2 separate regions of the Zea mays genome follow, and region 1 is linked to region 2. Evidence: chromatin contacts called from public Hi-C data. All regions are on one chromosome and are shown on one strand. The core of a region is the stretch at or near the end of the contact, and the rest is flanking DNA. Distances in the headings are between cores, read along the strand shown. Region 1 holds the start of LOC100381692. Region 2 holds the start of LOC103641667 (regulator of nonsense transcripts UPF3-like).

Region 1 (3,915 bases), core at 1,057-3,556, 680 kb before region 2:
AGTAATATTCTTTGACCAGTTACTGGAGTAAAAGGCACACAAGACTGGAGCTTTGGATAGTATTCAAGGCCATAGTTGTAGTAAGCTTCTGCCCATGATTGATCAAACACAAACTCTCCCCTAGAATGGCTGCAAGTTCACAATGTTGTCTCTCAGACAATGAACAAGATAAAACGAGAACCTACTACATCGCAAGTAGGAAAACAGGAGATGATATTTTGTTAACGATGTTAAACCTTTTAAGGTAAAGTGGAACAACACCTATAATATGTCCATTCTCATCCCGTGCAACAATATGAAAAGGTAACCAGCCAGTTTCCTGAAATCAGTCGAGGCGACCAAGGTCACAAGGAAGACAATAAGATAACAGAGTGTACATCCATGATTATTGGTACAGAATAAAAATTAGATCTAATATTTGTTCAATCTATGGCAATATTTTTCAAAAAGAAAGAAACTGTGGAATTAAGAATCACAATCATATGGGTGCTAACTGCTAAGCACATAGAAAAGGAACTCCCTCATCATAGGTCATTCATAATTTGTGATGTCTCAATTTGCCTAGTGATATTGCAGACAAATCTTGTTTGTGGTTCTGTTGTCAATTAAACACAGCAAATTTATCGTCAAAACCAATGTATTCAACATTGTGCATGCATATAATGGAGCTTGGGTACTTAGCGACTAAAACTAGTGTTCACATAAACACTAAACGCTATACAGTCAGTCACCTATCGTTTAGCCATTATTCGGGCAAAACAACTGTATAGGCAGTAGGTGAACAGTGATTAAAACTGAAATGTCTTATAATGATCCGACGAGAATACATGGTGCTTTATGTGCTTACCTTGACCGCAGAACCTGATTCTTCTAAGCTTGAGAGGAATGCATAAGTAAGGAAAGGGTTAAAATTTCCAGGATCATCTAAATCACACGCACAGGCATCCCAATCCGCAGCAGGAATGTCCATGATTGAAGAAGCAACAGATATAGACACCTCACGTGGTTTTGCACCTACCTGAAATAAACGAGTGATTAAGGAAATCATGAATTAGGTGCATAGGTCCTCAAAAAGGAGTTCACTCAAGAAACACAAACACCTCTGAGGCTGACCCTGAGAGCGTATAGGATTCAGCAGGAGGGATCAGTTCACGTGCTGTCGTGTCCCCCCTAGGCCATCCAAAAAGTGCATTGACCTTTAATCGTGGCGCCAACCTTCGGAAGCTGACCTTCGAAGATGGATGTCCCTGCAAATGATCATCGCCAGAGTAAGCAAACTTAGTTTTGAGAACAAAATTATGTAGCAGGATGAACAAACATTATACTGAACAGAATATAAGTAAACAAAGGAAACTAAACAGATGCCAGAATGGGCGTAAACCATATGGCTACTTTAGACCAAACTTATTCTGGAACAGCCCAGTCGGTTTGCCGCGTTCAATCTTGAATGTTACACGCACAAGGCTCAGACAAGCAACTTGTAGTGTGTGTGTGTGATATATCCATTTTTCTCCTGCTTAATGAAGCACTCCAACAAACTACCATTATCTAACAGAATCACTGAATCAGTATGTGTCATACCTGGAAATCATGATTTATGTGTATAGCATATACTGACAATCGTGAAAGGGCTTCTACCTGAGTTGGTTAGGTGGTGAGTACTTCTAGCTGAGTTGGTTAGGTGATTTGAGTAGCTCTCCTCTGAATTTGACTCTTGTAGTCTCGTCTGTCCGACATCAAAGCACGGGTTTAAGGCCTGGTCTCAGTCGCGGACATTCTCACATGAGCTACAGTACCATTGTGTATGGTGCAAGAGTTCGAGGGTTTGAAGGTCTCTTAAATGAAATGTTGTGGGGAAGGTCTTACCCCCGCAGATCGAGCATATACTGAAAATCCAAACCATCAATCTGGCCCTTCGGTACAAAACGATCATCCAAACAATTGTGTCCGGATCAGCCTCCAAATCTAACACTCACTCAACTGTACAGTTTCGTGTCAATTAGAACCAGATGATCCATGGTTAAGCGGCCTCCCAGAAGAATATGGCAGCTTCGGAACGAGGTACGGCGTTGGAACCCTACTAACCGTATCGCTGCGCGTGGATTCCACCAGCCGAATACATCACCAAATTACACTCGGGGGGGGGAGCGGGAAGAATCACAAGAGCACTCACGCGGCGGCGGTAGCGAGGGCCGGAGGCAAGGAAGGTGGGGGAAGGGTGCAGCGTCGCCGCCGCCGGCGAGGACATCGTTTGTCCGCGCGCCTCAGGCTCGCTCCGGGCGCCGAGGAGACGCGCGAGCTTCGGGAGAGAGCGGCGCGATGCTGACTCCGGGGTCCCGCGAGCCAACTACGCCGTCTACGCGATGCGTGGAGCGTAGTGTGGCTTCTTCGGGCAGCAGACCACCTGGCTCCACGTCCACGAACTGCTCTGCGCTCGCAAACCACACAACTGCACGAAACGAAAGCCCGCACGCAGGGAGAGGAGCCCCTGAGGTGACAAAAACAACTTCGGAACAACTTCGCATTAAAGCCAACTACATCTGCAATCCATAGAAAAACATTATAAAAATAATAAAAGTAGTTTTAATTGAAGTCAAGCGAACAGTCTCGTCAACGACAAACGAGGACCTGATACCCGGTAAGTCATAGAAAATTTCTCTACTAGAGTTAAGGTATAAGAAGATTTTAATCTATATGGGTACGGATTTAGGAGAAATTCTTTACCGATTAGGTATGTGAGTATGAGTATAAAAAGCAGAATCGGAACCGGATTATCCATGGATAATATTTACCCAGTAAAATTAGGAATGTATTCTAATAGGCAATAAGCCCAACAAATAATTTTACCTCTCCTAACCCTTTTAATCACACATCCATCAACCCATACGGCCAACTAGACGTCACCCCACGCCGCCAGTTCATGTGTCACTTTGTTGCATGGTTAAATAATGTTTTCTTGTTAAATGCTAGATTTATTTGTGATGTATTGTTTGTTAGGTGTCGTGTAGTTGTTAATGCTATAAAAAATATAATGTGATCAAAATTTTCATGACGAAGATGGGACCCATTGGAGATTTGATACCTGAATAGGGATGTGTATGTGATGAATTGTATACCTATGATGGTTATGGATATGAGGATGGGGATAAGTATAGCTTTATAGGGATGGGTGTGAGATGTCTAAACCCGGTGGGAAATTCCACATCGACACCTCTAGGAGCCATATTTACCACTTAAGGCGTGTTCTTTTTGCTCTCAATCCATGTGGATTGGATGAGTTTAAATTCCAAACAAATCAAAATCTTTCATAAATTTTTTCAATCCATCCAATCCATATATGATAGGAATAACCGAACAAGGTCTAACAGAGGGTCAGGGCACGTACAGAAATAGTAGCCCGCCTCAGATTTTTTTCCTGTTATAATGCATGCTTGAAAGCATAAGCTTGCAGGGTAAATGAAAAGTCAGTATAAATCACAATGCCCAGAGGACATCTGTTGCCTTGCTGGAAAAACAATGTTTTATAGTGAAGAAAAGATACGAAGTAGACAAGCGAGTTGTGAGTTGTGGCGAGTGCCTTTTATCGGCAGAGCCTCTAAGAGAGTAAGGGCTTGCTCGGATGTAGAGGGTTTGGAGGGGATTGATGGGCATATGATTATATGCCCCTCAAATATTTATACATCCAAATAAGCCCTAAAAGAATCACGCGACAAATCATGTATCACAACATTACATGTCAAGTGAGATCCTGTTTGACAAGGTTAAAGGAGCATCACAAATGTACAAATTTGCTTTATTATTAATCAAGAAAAATAAACAATGAGTTGCCGAAGTTTCCTATGACCCCCCTGCCATTCTAGTGTCACACCCGGGTTTTCGGGGCACCAAGACCCGGGCGCGAACATAATCATCAGG
Region 2 (3,678 bases), core at 1,058-3,557:
TCACCTCGTCGAGACACGTGACCAATGAGATTCGAGGCATCGTCTGGCACCAACTGCCTTCATCCCGATGCCCAGCACGTGTGATTCGTTGCCCCCTTGGTGCAGCTACAGGTGCGCACACGAATGGAGGGGTAGTTGTGAAGAGAGTGCGGGAAAGGCGAAGTGTGGGTACGAGGGTGGAGGACGTACTATGAAACTCATATATTAAGGAATAGAGAAAAGATGTGGATAACACATAACAAGCTATAAGTCTTTTGTAACACAAGAAACATATTTATTAATAAAGTAAGAATAAATAAAATTATAGGATTTTTTTGGCTTCCTCAATTTTTTGGTATATTTTCTATGCGTCTTCGTGTCTTTAATATTTCTTTCATTCTAAATTACATGTAATACTATATGCTAAATTATAAGTTATTCTAATTTTATTAAAGAGTAGTTGTATCTTATTTTTAATAAAATCTCTACTACTTGTTAAGACTGCAAGGTTAGCATGTCATTCCGTGTTCTGCCACCATTCCCTGTTCTGTTTTTCTCATTTCCTCCTCCCTGCACAGGCCATTCCCATATTCTGTCACCATTCTATATTTTGTCATTCTCATTCATTAGTTCTGCCTTTCTCATTCCCCCTTCCTGCAAAGTCCATTCTATATTATGTCATTCTCATTCCCTCGTACAACCCACGTCTAGCTAAAATTTAAAAAAAACACACATGGCCCCAAGGGGATTCGAACCCGCGACCTCTCAAGCAAATGCTAGCAGTAGCTAATGATACACCACATATGTGTTTATGTCTACATCTATGACAGGAAACACATCTACTACATCTTTCCCCAAACCCACCTGCTACCCTTGCACAATGTGTAGTAGTAGATAAATATCACCGAGATTCTTGAATTATATTTTTGGATGGAGGGAATATTATTTAAAGAATAGCCTTGCATGCAATTTCTTTTGTTTGAATAATGTTTTCAATTTAAATTTATTTTTTTGCATGCGTGACATTTATTCTTCGTAATATTTTTTCATGGATCTGACTTGTGAGTCAATTTTATAAACCAACGACAAGCATGAATCCATGTTTCTTACTTAGAAACCTTGAACAAACACCTTAGTAGGAGGCACTCACGTTGGCGTCGCTCATTAACAACGAGAAGAAGCTTGGCGACTGCCAGTTCGACCTCTAGAAGCAGTCCTACGTGGTCACATGTGCCGCTGTGTACGACAAGCTCCGGCGCAGCCGCCGCTTGGACGCGGTGTAGAGTGGCTGCCCCGCGTTGTCCATCGTCAAGCAGGGGGACCTCATGGTCGTCGCCAACGTCGGCGACTCTCGGATTGTTCTGGGCACCACATCCGACGACGACACCATCACACCGTCCAACTCATCGTCCACTTGAAGCCTAACCTGCCACGTAAGTCGCTACTGACCGGCCATGAATTCTTGTGTGCTGGGACGACAGACGTTGTTGACGTTGTGTGAGTGTCCTCGAACATGATGTATGTAGAGGAGTAACGCATCCGGTGGTGCAACAGCCAGGGGTACTACTTCGCTGATGAGCTCGGAGTGCACTTCGTTTGGCATCCCAGCCAAGAGTCATCAGTACTCGCTATGTCGCGCGCGTTCAACGACTACTATATCGAGGACTGTGGCGTCATCTTGGCGCCGAAGGTGACGCAGAGGAGGGTCGACAACAATGACCAGTTTGTCATCCTCGCCACCGTCGGGGTAGTTTTTGTGTCGGTCTGTCTTTAATTCTCTTCGCAAACACATACACTTGTCTTTTTTGTTTAAGCAAGAGCGTATGGTGGTGCGTGCCTGATGACTAACGACGTACGAGGAAATTTCTTCCGTCATGTGTGGAACATGTTCTCTAATGATAAGATCATGCAAATTGTGGCATATATCAAAGTCTGCATGATACCGATGATTGTAATGTAGGGTGAAATAGTTAGATTAAAATAACAAAAAATATGTATGGCTAGGATCACAAATCGATTATGGAACTTTTTCTTATAACAGTATAACACATATTTTATATATAAGTTATCGTAGTATACTGATATTATATATTTTCGTCGCAACGTACGACACTCAGCTATTTTATATAATAAATTAATAAAATAAAATGTACCAAATAAATATCCGTTTAATTCTTTCGACACGATTTTGACTTTCTAATAAATTTATCAGAATGACCTATGACCTTTTGACTTTCTATCGTCTCCTCCCCTTTCCCAATCTACGACAGTTCCCAATTACACATCCTAAATCCAAACCAACCCCACACCCCCACCAAACTACCGAAGCGGAAGGGGGGGAAAATCCACGCGACGACGACGCGGCGAAACGAAGGGAAGGGAAGCAGGAGCGAGACAAATCCCCACCCGGCTCCAAACCCTAGCCACCTCCCCCGTCCTGTCCCCAGATCTCGCTGCCGTCTGACCCGCCTCGCTTCGATGTGACCCGGCCCTAGGGTTTGAGACGTGTTGCGGTAGGGGTGTTCTCAAGGATTCACGACACGAGAGAGATTCGGGGAGGCGTCGACGGTGCGAGCACACATGAAGGACCCGGCGCACCGCACGAAGGTGGTGCTCCGGCGGCTGCCGCCGGCGATCGCGCAGCAGGCCGTTGTGGACCAGGTCGACTTGCGCTTCGCTGGGCGGTACGACTGGGCGTGCTTCCGCCCCGGGAATGCCAGGTCCGCGCTCTCTGCTTTTCCAGTGTTTGTGGCGTTGCTGCGGGTGGGACGATGTCCTTAATTAGGACTTGTGGAACTATCCTGTTTAACCTATCAACCGTCGTAGGAAGCTATTATTGCGATGTTTCTGATTACGTTCCGTTGCTAGTTCTAGTGCACTTTCTCGCAAATAATTAGCGTGTTCATCCGTGTATTATGGAGATAGAGCCGCCGAGTTAGTCAAATTTTATTTGTTCTCTGATTTTGGTGAACTAATTATTTTCTCTGGCTTGCAATGGCCTGGGAGAGTTTCTGAGGTATCTGAATTATAGTTAAGCCCTGTTCAAGTTAAACTTTATTTGATTTAGCATCGATTGCTACTGAAGTGTTAGTCAGAACCTAGAACTAGTGGGTTGCCTCCTTACCTGTTCCTCTCTGTTTGTTGCATCACAAATATGTATCTGATCTGACCCACCTGTGCTTTTGATAGAGTTTAAAATGGAAAAAAATCATTGATTAGGGCAAATTCATTTTTTTTTCATTCTATCTCTGTTGCTTCTGGACTCGTTATGTTTTCATCTTTAGTTGTAAAGCAAGTTGCTGAGGGCCTGTTTGTTTACCCCCAGATTATATAATCTGGATTAAATAATCCTAAGAGGCAAACAAACAGTCTAGCTTATTTGTCCAGATTATATAATCTAACCCCTTGGATTATGATAATCCATAAGCAAGTGAGGAGGTGCTTATTTCAGATTATTTTTTCCCACTTTCCCACTACCCTTTCAAGTTTCCTAGAAATTACCCATCATTGCCATTATAATCTACCGAATCGTTTTTGCGCCTATCGGATCAGAAAAGCCCGCCGCCCAACAGAAACACGCCAGATAATCTGGGTAAACAAACAGGACTACTCAGATTATATAATCCAAATTATATAATCCAGATTATATAATCCTTCAAAAATAATCCAGATTATATAATCCATTGGGGTAAACAAACA

The links. Hi-C and Micro-C count contacts between places; a contact is called where the count stands out from the background.
Region 1: a contact with region 2 is called in a Hi-C map of ear, with 2.6 times the contacts expected there. The contact joins the promoter of LOC100381692 here to the promoter of LOC103641667 in region 2. A contact is called at or near these places in 2 of 25 Hi-C or Micro-C datasets (ear and tassel).

What each region holds. Positions count from the first base shown.
Region 1 is chr10:121,470,232-121,474,146 of Zm-B73-REFERENCE-NAM-5.0, reverse strand. It overlaps LOC100381692, which reads right to left and starts at 2,306. Exons shown (of 12, transcript NM_001174504.1): 1 at 2,174-2,306; 2 at 1,114-1,247; 3 at 848-1,018; 4 at 237-319; 5 at 1-129. The coding sequence starts at 970.
Region 2 is chr10:120,788,498-120,792,175 of Zm-B73-REFERENCE-NAM-5.0, reverse strand. LOC103641667 (regulator of nonsense transcripts UPF3-like) reads left to right here and starts at 2,307. Exons shown (of 13, transcript NM_001346661.1): 1 at 2,307-2,699. The coding sequence starts at 2,560.